Linked DNA regions of Anser cygnoides: regions 1 and 3 are each linked to region 2. Evidence: chromatin contacts called from public Hi-C data. All regions are on one chromosome and are shown on one strand. The core of a region is the stretch at or near the end of the contact, and the rest is flanking DNA. Distances in the headings are between cores, read along the strand shown.

Region 1 (3,659 bases), core at 766-3,265, 210 kb after region 2:
GGGTCAAATAAAAGAAAGTGAATTTCAGTATTATGGCAGACAACTCCCTATCCACTCTCCCCTCCCTTTTCTTTTATAGGAAGAGGAACCAAGAGAAGTGCTCAGCTTTGGAAATGTGGCTCCACTCCCAACCTATTTAGTGTCAGAAAGAACACCCTAAAGTACACCCATGGGACCAGTGGGAGCCAGAGCATCTGAGAGAAGAGTGTATCCCATGCTGCCTCCTGGGTATGTTACCTACTGACTTGAAGTTTTTACATCAAGACTGGACTGCCAAGAGAGTACTGTGGGGTATCTTCCAGATCTGTATATGCAGAGCTATAATTTGCAGTAAAAAGGAAATTAAAATAAAATAAAATAAAATAAAATAAAATAAAATAAAATAAATAAAATAAAATAAAATAAAATAAAATAAAATAAAATAAAATAAAAAAAATAAAATAAAATAAAATAAAATAAAATAAAATAAAATAAAAATGTGTATATTGGAAATGATGCCAGCTATCAAAAATATAAGTAATTTTTTCCATTGACCACTAATGGACAGTATAAAGATTTAGTGTCAATGAAGAAAAGCTACCCCCTCATCCCACAAATACTTGGATGTATTTTGACCTTATTAAGTAGGCAGTTCTTAGCTCTGACTTTAGTAGAAACCAATGTTTAAAGTTAAATTCATCCATAAGCATATGTAGTGTCATAGACTGTCACCTTAGTTTTTCTCATCACAGTTCATGAAATAGTCAGAGAATTGTATTTAAGACTGTACTACACTATGGCCAATCTATCTTGCTGGTAACTCCTGCATCTCAGGATACATAATTGCCACAAACTCTTCCTTAAGATTTGCTTGTCTGACCCCTCCATTACTCTAGTCATCTGCTTTGTTTTTTGGTCAGGATTTAACTCATTTAATGGAAAGGACTTTGTTTTTCTTTATGTTCACATCCATCATGCTCGCTTTACTGAATTCCATACGGGTGTTATTTATGATATGCACAATTTTTGGAAACACACAAGTAATACTCTCACTAAGGATAGCAATTACCAACTCCAAAGGCAAGAAAATTATGTTCATTCCGTTATCTAGCTTCACCACCAGAAATCTCATTCATGAAATCTGTTCTAATACACAGCCAAATAAGCAATCTTATTACCTCATAATGAGAGCTGATTTTCCCTCATCTAAATCTCCATTATTTCTGTCATCTCATTTTATGTCATTTCCTTCTTACAGATGCTTTTATGTTAAATTTCCCCAAGCAGACAAGAGGATATTATGCTTGTTTGTTATCCATTGCAAAACCTCTTATGTGAACCCAGAACAAATTGAAATAAGTGTAGAAAGTCTAGAAGAAAGTTCTGGATATTCATGCACCCAAACTATATATATTTTACATTGTAGGTGCTTCCTAAATGAAACTATAGTCCTTCTTCTCAGAAACAACCTCAATTGCAAAGGTGAGGATTAGCAAGCTAAGTTGAAGGCTCAGAAAGACATTTTATTTGAAATGTTATTATTGATCACAATATTGGTGGAAAAAATAAATCCAGAAAGGCACTACAGGATCTTATCAGCTGAACCACATTCCAAAGCTCAGATGAAACAGCAGCCTCCTAGAATTCCCTCCTACTCACAAGTAGATATTTCTTTCCCTAACAAATGCACACACAACAAGGAGTTGCATCACATTTGCCTAACCAAGGTAAAGGTCCTAAAATATGTTTCCAGTCAGAAACCTGTTAAAGATGGAAAGATTAAACTAAACCTGGATGAAGTGCAACTTGCATTTGTCAAGTGCACGTCAGGCTAGACTAACCCAAACATTTTTATCTGATTGTCTGGATGACCCTGCACTGAACAGGGCTTTGGACTAGACGGTCTTCAGAGGTTCTTTCCTACCCCAGCAACTCCGTGATTACGTATAAAAGTATCAGATTTAATTTAGAAAAGTATGTGATACAGTACTACCCAAGAGATTAGTGTTTCAGCTGGAGAAGAGAAGAAAAACTACATTGATAAGGAGCTGGTATGTGCCAAAAGCCAGCACAGACCAGACATGTTGAGTCAGAGGAGAGTTTCTAATTCAGTCTCTGATCTTTGATAAATCTTTCCTTATTATTTTTTTTCACTGACCTTGATACCAAATAGAAATTTACTGCTGACAAAGCTGGGAGACAGTGTTAATGAAGTAGAGGCCAAGAATATCATCACAGAGAGGTTCTGTGATGACCAGAGAAGTAAGTTGGGTAAGTAATAGAACAAATATAAACAAATTATTTAAATACTTGCAGATTTGCTGTCACAGAGGGGAAACAATATCTGAGAACAACTGACAAAATTGAAGTCCTAGATGTTTCAGCTAATCACAGGATGACCATAAAAAGCTTATGTGTTAGCAAAGAATAAAGGGCCTTGAATAAATTCAATCTGGAAAACAAAAGGTATCTAACCAGCAAATCAGTGAAGTCTTAGAAAGTTCAAATAACTCTGGATAAACTGGGGAGAAGAAATCCAGCTAGGTTTAAGATGAAGGTTGAACAAACTGAAAAAGATGACATGGTGGTAGCAAAGGACAGAAAGCAGCAGCTTGAACTGAAAATACTGATATTGATCTCTTCACCTGCTGTTCATTTTTAGTCATTTTCCACCACCAGTAATGATACAATTTAATTTAATTAAACTCAGACATCCACAGACTGTGTGATGGTGAGGCTTGCTGAAGAACATCTAGAGCCATTTCTTCATTTGCACATCTAAATTTTTTTAAAAAACAGAGCTGCTTCCTTTGCAATAGTCAATAATATTCAGAAGGACTATAGCAGTACAATTTCAGTGATTTGAATCAGCTTGGTACTGCCCCGCACCCCTCCAAATCAGCTCCTGTGTATCTCATTTTCAGCACCCAAAGGGAATGTATGCACTTAAAAGCATGGTCATTATCTGTCCTTAAATTAAAGAATAACTATAATCACCACATGATGCTGAAGAACAAGCAAGCATGCATGACTCAGACAAGTTCACCTGTGTGTTTAAAGACTCAAAAGAGAAGGGGGTTTGTGCTAACAGGTTAGAAGAACAGTATGAAGAACATCCTGAGGGCAAATGATCTAAGAATTGTGTCATGACATGTATTTTAGAAAGAAAAAAAAAAAAAAGATTTACTGCCATGGCGAGCTAAGTGATCATTTAGACAATATTGCAGACAAAGGAACTTGTTCCTTGCTGAGTTCTTAATGACTTGAAAACAAAACAGTCTCCACCTAGACACCAGAAGTGTTTGACCCCAAAACCCAGGGTTCACTGTGTTCTGCTCGCGCTGCTCTTCTGGTTCACAGCAGTAGTACAGTGAAGAAGTGAAGCCCCTGCCAATCCCATTTTACCATCTGGCAGTTTGGTTCACAAAGTGGCCTTAGGATATTCAAACTAGATTCTCTGAGGAGGAAACTCATCCAAAAGCTTTCCTCCATCCACCTGTGTACCAAGCTCATCCCAGTCGATAATGGAGACAGTAATTGACTGGATTGATGACTGCTCAGACAGCCCCAAACCATGTATGAGATGGGGATATCAGGGGGCCAGATTAAATCTAGTCCACAGTAAAATATCCAAACCATCAATAACTTTGATATATCAGCTGGTGATCCATCTACCTCAG
Region 2 (3,214 bases), core at 427-2,926:
GGTGAACAGGTGTTTTGGTAGCATAAACCTCCCATGTTTCCCCCCTTTTTTTTCCCCTTTACCTCCGCTCAGCCCCTGCCATGCTGTCTTGGCCCCACCAGATGCCAGAAGGATAAGTAACCTCTGCAGTGTTGCAACTTTTGCATTCACCACAGGACTATTCAATTTTTCCAAGTCAAAAGCAGGGCATTACCTTTACTCATGCTCCTTGAGCAATAAAAGCTATGAAACATAGTGGACAAAAAACATAAAAGAGAGGTAAGGGACTCAATAATATACCCATCAGGTGATATCTCTTCAGGAGAGAAGGGAGCTGCTGTGTATAAAGAGGTTGTCTGTAATAAGTGAGGATGCTGACACATACAAAAACAAACAAAACCAACAAACTGGATGGGCACTCCTGTTCTGGTGAACAGTACAACTCATTCTCTCTCTCCCTTTCCTGAAAAAGGAGGAGAATTTCTGGACTGGGTGGGAAAAGTTTCTTCACTCTCCTGCGAAGAATTGAGACAGCTGAACTTTGTCTCCCCTCCATGTGCTTATTGAACTTAATTCCTAGTCATGGCTGAGGTTAGTACAGGTGAGCCCCGGAGGCAGCATAACATGAAACAATAAAACAAGTCCAACCACTGAACACATTTGTGCCATGACCCAGATTTCATCAATGCATGGAAAATCCCCAAGTTGAACTAGGAAAATATTCCTCAGATTCATTAGAAAATTAGAAGCAAACAGAGGCTTGAACTCAGCATTGCAAATACACTTACACCTTATTTGTTCCAAGAACTATGGAGCACAGTGCATTGGAGATTACTACAAGTTTGCCTGATGGATGCATTATTACTTTTATGTGGCACACCACAGCAGGAAATCTTTACTGTGATTTTGACCAAGATTCCTGTTACAGAACTGATGTTTCCATGACTGGAAGACTTTCAAATAATAGGGACTTTTTTTTCAATGTCAAATAAAAATGTAGAAAAACAAACAGATTTTAGAAACTGCAGCTTCATTTTTCTTTTCTCTTTTCTTTCTTTCTTTTCTTTTCTTTTCTTTTCGTTTCTTTTCTTTTCTTTTCTTTTCTTTTCTTTTCTTTTCTTTTCCTTTCCTTTCCTTTCCTTTCCTTTCCTTTCCTTTCCTTTCCTTTCCTTTCCTTTCCTTTCCTTTCCTTTCCTTTCCTTTCCTTTCCTTTCCTTTCCTTTCCTTTCCTTTCCTTTCCTTTCCTTTCCTTTCCTTTCCTTTCCTTTCCTTTCCTTTCCTTTCCTTTCCTTTCCTTTTTTTCCTTTTCTTTTCTTTTCTTTCTTTTCTTTTCCCTTCCCTTTTCTTTTCTTTTCTTTCTTTTCTTTTCTTTTCTTTTCTTTTCTTTTCTTTTCTTTCTTTTTCCCTTCACTTCCCTTCCCTTCCCTTCCCTTCCCTTCCCTTCCCTTTTCTTTCCTCGTATAATGAAATGTTATGACTGTAAGTGGTAGCCACAGGATAAAAGTAGCATTGTAGGAAGTAGGAAAGAAGAGAAGTTACAGTATTGGAACAATTGCAGTGACAGGCTGACCAAAAGCTCATCTGATCTGAGGGATGTGCTAAAAAAACTCCCAAGCAATGTCTTTGGCCTTGGCTGTTCTTTTTGATAACCGTATTTCTGGGCCTGCATACCAATAACAGAAACTGACTAAAAATAGCATAGTATAAAGGAGTGAGAGCAGTGAAGAACTTGCAGGGGTGGGCAGAGATAAGCTGTTGGAAAGACAAAATGGAGAACAAGAGCTAATTAGTCTGACTGGCCCTGCAGCTGCCAGCCTTGACCAGCTGATTGCCCCAAAGAGCCTGCAGAGCCTTGTCAGGGTGCCAGCAGGATCAATGAACTTGCGTGCACTCCTCAGTGACCAGGCCTGCACCCCGATGGACTTTTTCTTTAACCACTGAGAGTCTGGATTGTTATACCTTTTTTTTTTTTTTTACGGTGAGGTGCTTTATGACAGTGTTGCACTTTGGTTCGCTGCTGATAGGAAAGCTTTGAGTCCACAGGTTTGTATAACAAAGCAAACTGGCCAAAGGTCAGGGCTGGCAACATGGGAGCAATGCCAGCTGTTGGCAGTCCAAGTATTATCCGTAGTCACATCCTGATGTAAAAAATATTCAACTTCTGTAAATGTGAACCTTGCCAACTGTGCTAGTGGCCACTTTCTGAGCGGTCACCTTTCTGAGAGGTGATTTTTCCTGTGAGGGGAGACCTGAGGAGGGAGACAACCACTGAGCTCTCTGGGAGCCAAAGGGAACTCAGCCACATCCCCTTGATAACAGTTGTGTAACTGTCATTATTTAAGGTGTTGTCAACAGTATGTTCTGCATTGCGAGGGCAAAAAGGGAAACAGAAAGATATATTAAGCCTGTCTGATATGGTGACTGTACTGAAAAAGCAAAGAGCATCTCGTGTTGTCTAGAGTTAGATGCCTAGGGTAGGATTTGTCTTGTCTAGCTTTATATGTCTGTCAAGTCAGTCATCTCTATCTGAGCTAGACAACTTTGGCTGTCTGCATAGTCAGTTGAGGAGAACAGGAGCTTCCAGAGGGCAAATCACTGTCTTATTTTAGACACCCATAGCAGTCAAAATGAGGACCCAGCATCTACACTGTAAACATTCAAGGTTTTCACTATATATTGCTTCCAGTCTGGTCCCAGGGAGAGGACATCCACCAGCCACCAGAGCACATCTTCAGGAGTCTTGGGATTCATGCAACCCAATATGGTTTGCAGTATGAGAGCATGCAGTCTGTGGAGGTGACTGTGAGATCCATTTCCAAAGCATACTCCTGATCTAGGCAGAGGTGCAAATGTACACACAGGTAATCTCTTTATAGAAGAGATGGCTTTGGATAGGCATGGAGTAAAGTTCATTGCCTGGGAGTATATTCTCACTTGGTCCTTATCTACCACAGTCAAGTGTGGGTGATCTGCTTGGTTTGTATTTGCATTGAGGAAATATTTCTTATAGTAGCAAATATTCATTAAGAAGCAATGTTTTGAAGACAAGAATGGTCTTTGAGGAAAGGAGATTTCTAACTTTGCATTCAGAAGATTCCTCTTCTATGCACACAGAGACAACCTTATTTGACACCTATGACATCCATTTTTTAGTCAGTGTTATTACTGTTATAAATTAATACTAGTACTATTTACATTTTGCTTATGGCAGGTGTGGTCTGAACAGGAGGATGGG
Region 3 (3,447 bases), core at 888-3,387, 140 kb before region 2:
TCAGGCTCTTGAGGCTGGGAGATTTTCAGAATAGACTGAACTTCAGGGCTGCAAGGAGAAGAGCACGCATAATCAGTCACCGTAAGCGTAAGGCACATCTTTCCGCCAGAGGGCAAGCAAGTACCGCGCTGGCAAAAGATCAGTTTTGGGTTGGGCTGTTACAGAAAGCAACTGATACAACCTATTCGGCTTGAGAAATAAAATCCATCTAGAGAACGTAAAATCAGCCGCACAAAGAAATGTATTTATGCCGTAAGTACAGATCAAAACAGGGACGGGGCTCTAGAAATCCCATCCGACTCATCTCGCCCAAACCCAGCTCATGAAGAACTGATGCAAGGTGAGTAATAATACTGCAAGAAGAGCAATTAACTCTTCAGTAACAGTCATGCCAGAGGCATTAGAGTAAACAATTTTTTTTCCTAGGTCTCACAAAACGTAATGGTATTTATTACTGAAACCCAGCCGAAATGTCTGATACTTACTGCTTGCATGCATAGGAGTTGGTGGCTATCTTCTGAATGAAGTCATTCAGCCCCATTCTTCTCTGCTTCATGAAAGCTACAAAATAAAAGGACAGGAGCGTTAAAAATTTTAAAAATAATAATAAAAAAAAAAGATCGTGAATCTATTTGCCTGTCCTGTAAAAAAAAAAAAAAAATCACACCACCCAGCAGCATCCCCGCTGCCCGCCTCACCGATGAGGATGGCCACCATGCCCCTCATCTTGGCGTAGGTCAGGGTGGGACCCGACGCCTCGGCTGCCTTCACTGTCATCGCACTGGGCTTGGGGGAGGAAAAAGAAGCCGGCACAAGGAGCCGACTGCGACCAGCACCGCACTGCTCCGGAGCGGCCCCCGACGGCGCTTAAGTGGCGGCGGAGCGGGGCGGGACCGGGGCGGGGCGGCGCCGTTCGTCCCCCCCCCCCCGACGGCCCCGGGGCCGTCGGGGGGGGGGGACGAAGGGCGCCGCCCCGCTGCCGGCCCCGGGAGACTGATTCCTACCCCCCCCCGCTCCCCGCTCCGGAGAACAAGATTTCCTGCCCGGTTTGCACTAAAACAAACAAATGTCCCTTCTGTGCGCTGCCCTGATCCCGGCCGGGCCGTTACCGAAAGGGAAAAGGAAAACAAACAAAAGCGAACAAAAAAAAAATATATAATAATAATAATAATATAATAATAATTCTTTTTTTAATGCCAAAAAGGGGAAAACGTAAGGGAAAATAAATAAATAAGTCCCGGTTCCCTGAACTTGGAGGCGGGGGGAGGAAAGGGCTGAGAGGTGTGCTGCTGGAAGTGGTGGGGAGATGACAAGTGCAGCACTGCAAACATCAAAAGGGAAAAAAGGAAAAAAAGGAAAAATAAAAGGGGGGTGGGTGGGAAGGAATTGCCCCTTTTGCTTCCCCTGTTCATTACCACTCGGGAACACGGTGTGTGGGGCACCGCTGCCGTGCCCCCCCCGTATCCCCCGGCCCCAATACCAGCCGGCCGCTGGGCGGCATCCCTTGGCAGCCGGCCGCACCTCGAGGGGTGACAGCAGCAGGGACTCCCAGCGAGGTGGGCGCAGGTCTCCAAAAGCGCCTTACACCGAGGGAAGAAGGAGGGAAAGGGGTCGGGGTCCCGCCGGGAGATGGGGGGGGGGGGGGATCCCTGACGTCCCAGTGCGGGCGCAGCGGCGCCGGGGAGGGCAGGGGCGAGGGGAGCGCCTGTTGGGGCTCTGCCTGCTCCCACTTGTCGCCTTCCTCACTCCCGTCGCCAAAACTGCCACTATTAGCGGCGGCAGAAATTAAAGAGAAAAAGAAAAAAAAGAAAAGAAGAAAAGAAATGGGCAAGAAAAAGAAACCCCAGGCTCTGCCACAGCCCCCGGTGCCCCGCACAACCTGCCGCGGGTCGCGGCGCCCCCTCACGCCCCCTCCTCTCCCCCCGGGTGCCCCCCGGTGCCCCCCGGCGCCCCGTCACCTTTCAGCGACGACTTCTCCTCCTTGCCCCTCATCTCCGCCGCGGGGCCGTGCTCTGCGCTCAGCAGCCGGGGGCGGGCTGAGGCCGGCCAAGTGCCCGGCCCGGGGGCAGGGGGAGGCGGCGGGGGGCGGAGGGGCCGGGCGCCGCTGCCGCTGCCCCGCTTACGAGCGCGGTGCCGAGGGCGCTTCGGGAGCGTTATAAACGCGGGCACGGGCCGCCCCGCACACTCTGCCCCGTTGCAACATCGCCCTCAAAATTACTGTCATCAGCGGCAGCCGCGCACACCCCGCCGCGGGGGGGCCGGCCCTGCCCTCCGCCACCCGCCCCGGCCCCACGGCGGCGCCAGGAGGCGCTGCCCGCACCCGCTGCGAGCCGCCGCGCACCGGGACCCCCCCGCGGGTCCCCCCCCCCCCTTCCCCGGCCGGGCCCCGAGCCAAGGCGGGCGGAGGAGGCGGCCCCGGGTCCGCTCCCGCCCCCGGGCGCCGAGCCGCGGCTGCCGGCAGCGCTTCCCCGCCGGCCGGATAGCGCCGGGCCGGGCACGGCCCCCAGCGCCTTCCGCCGGCAGCGCCCCGGCGGCGCCCCCCCGGCCGCGGGGCTCCGCCGCGCCCCCCCCGGCCGCCGCCCGGCTCAGGACACCGCTGTCCGTCCGTCCGTCCGTCCGTCCATCCGTCCGTCCGTCGGTTCGCCCCCCCACGCACGCGTCCGCTTCCGCACCGTGTACGGGAGCAGTGGCTCGGTACGGTGGGAGGCCGTCAGCTCCCAAACCCGGGTCTCCGGAGCCCGGGATGCGCTTAACAAGCCCCTAAATTGCGTTTTAAAGCTTTTCCCGGCGGTGGCGGCTGCAAAGCCGGTTGGAACGGAAGACGCAGCTCAAGCAAGGGAAAGGTGGCCAAGAGGCATCCCGTTACTCAAGGGCCGGCTCTTCTGGAAAAGGGTCGGGCATTGTGCAAATGTCGCCAGACCGCAAGGGCTTGCATCGAGAGTTTGTGTAGTCGCTGATAAGTAAAGACAAGAGAAGAGCCAAAATAATTACAGTGATGTTTCCCGCTCCCGTTACGTTTCTCCCTGAGATTAAAATTCTGGCAAATTGTCCTGAGCTTCTAAAGTTTTCAAAGAAAAAATTAATTATGCTTTTTCAAAGAAAAATGAATAAAGTAAAAGGTGGACATGCAAAATGAAAAAGTAAACGGAGACTCCACACCAGGAGCACGAACAGTCGCAGAACAACTTGCTGCAGGATGTGCGCACACCGAAGTGTGGGTGGGTTGGGTAATGGCTGGGTGAATGAATGGCAAAAAAAATACTTGAGGGCAGTGGAGTACAAAGGCAGTGTGCCTGACCCAGAATGTTCCTGAACCACGAACTCCCGGGAGCCAGGGGTGTTTTGGGGGCGAATCACTGAACAGTTGACTATTCCTGCTGTCTGCCTTAGAGGGGACTGTTAGCTGTTGCTGGTAACCCCATATGCTGGGCTACACAGACCTGGGGC

Evidence for each region. A called contact is a pair of places that touch in the nucleus more often than the background predicts.
Region 1: a Hi-C map of granulosa cells shows a contact between it and region 2, with 1.6 times the contacts expected there. The contact joins two enhancer-like sites.
Region 3: a contact with region 2 is called in a Hi-C map of liver, with 10 times the contacts expected there. The contact joins the promoter of LOC106032508 here to the enhancer-like site in region 2. A contact is called at or near these places in 3 of 7 Hi-C or Micro-C datasets (granulosa cells and liver).

Annotation. Positions count from the first base shown.
Region 1 is chr3:61,498,562-61,502,220 of Taihu_goose_T2T_genome, reverse strand. No RefSeq gene overlaps it. Among named protein-coding and RNA genes, the nearest start is that of ALDH8A1, 38 kb to the right of the region's middle. Within about 2 kb of position 2,015, at least 1 of the 3 cell types and tissues checked has open chromatin away from gene starts, as enhancers often do.
Region 2 is chr3:61,712,088-61,715,301 of Taihu_goose_T2T_genome, reverse strand. No RefSeq gene overlaps it. Among named protein-coding and RNA genes, the nearest start is that of SLC2A12, 180 kb to the left of the region's middle. Within about 2 kb of position 1,676, at least 2 of the 3 cell types and tissues checked have open chromatin away from gene starts, as enhancers often do.
Region 3 is chr3:61,853,752-61,857,198 of Taihu_goose_T2T_genome, reverse strand. LOC106032508 (serine/threonine-protein kinase Sgk1) reads right to left here and starts at 2,137. Exons shown (of 12, transcript XM_066994255.1): 1 at 1,959-2,137; 2 at 486-561; 3 at 1-48. The coding sequence starts at 1,992.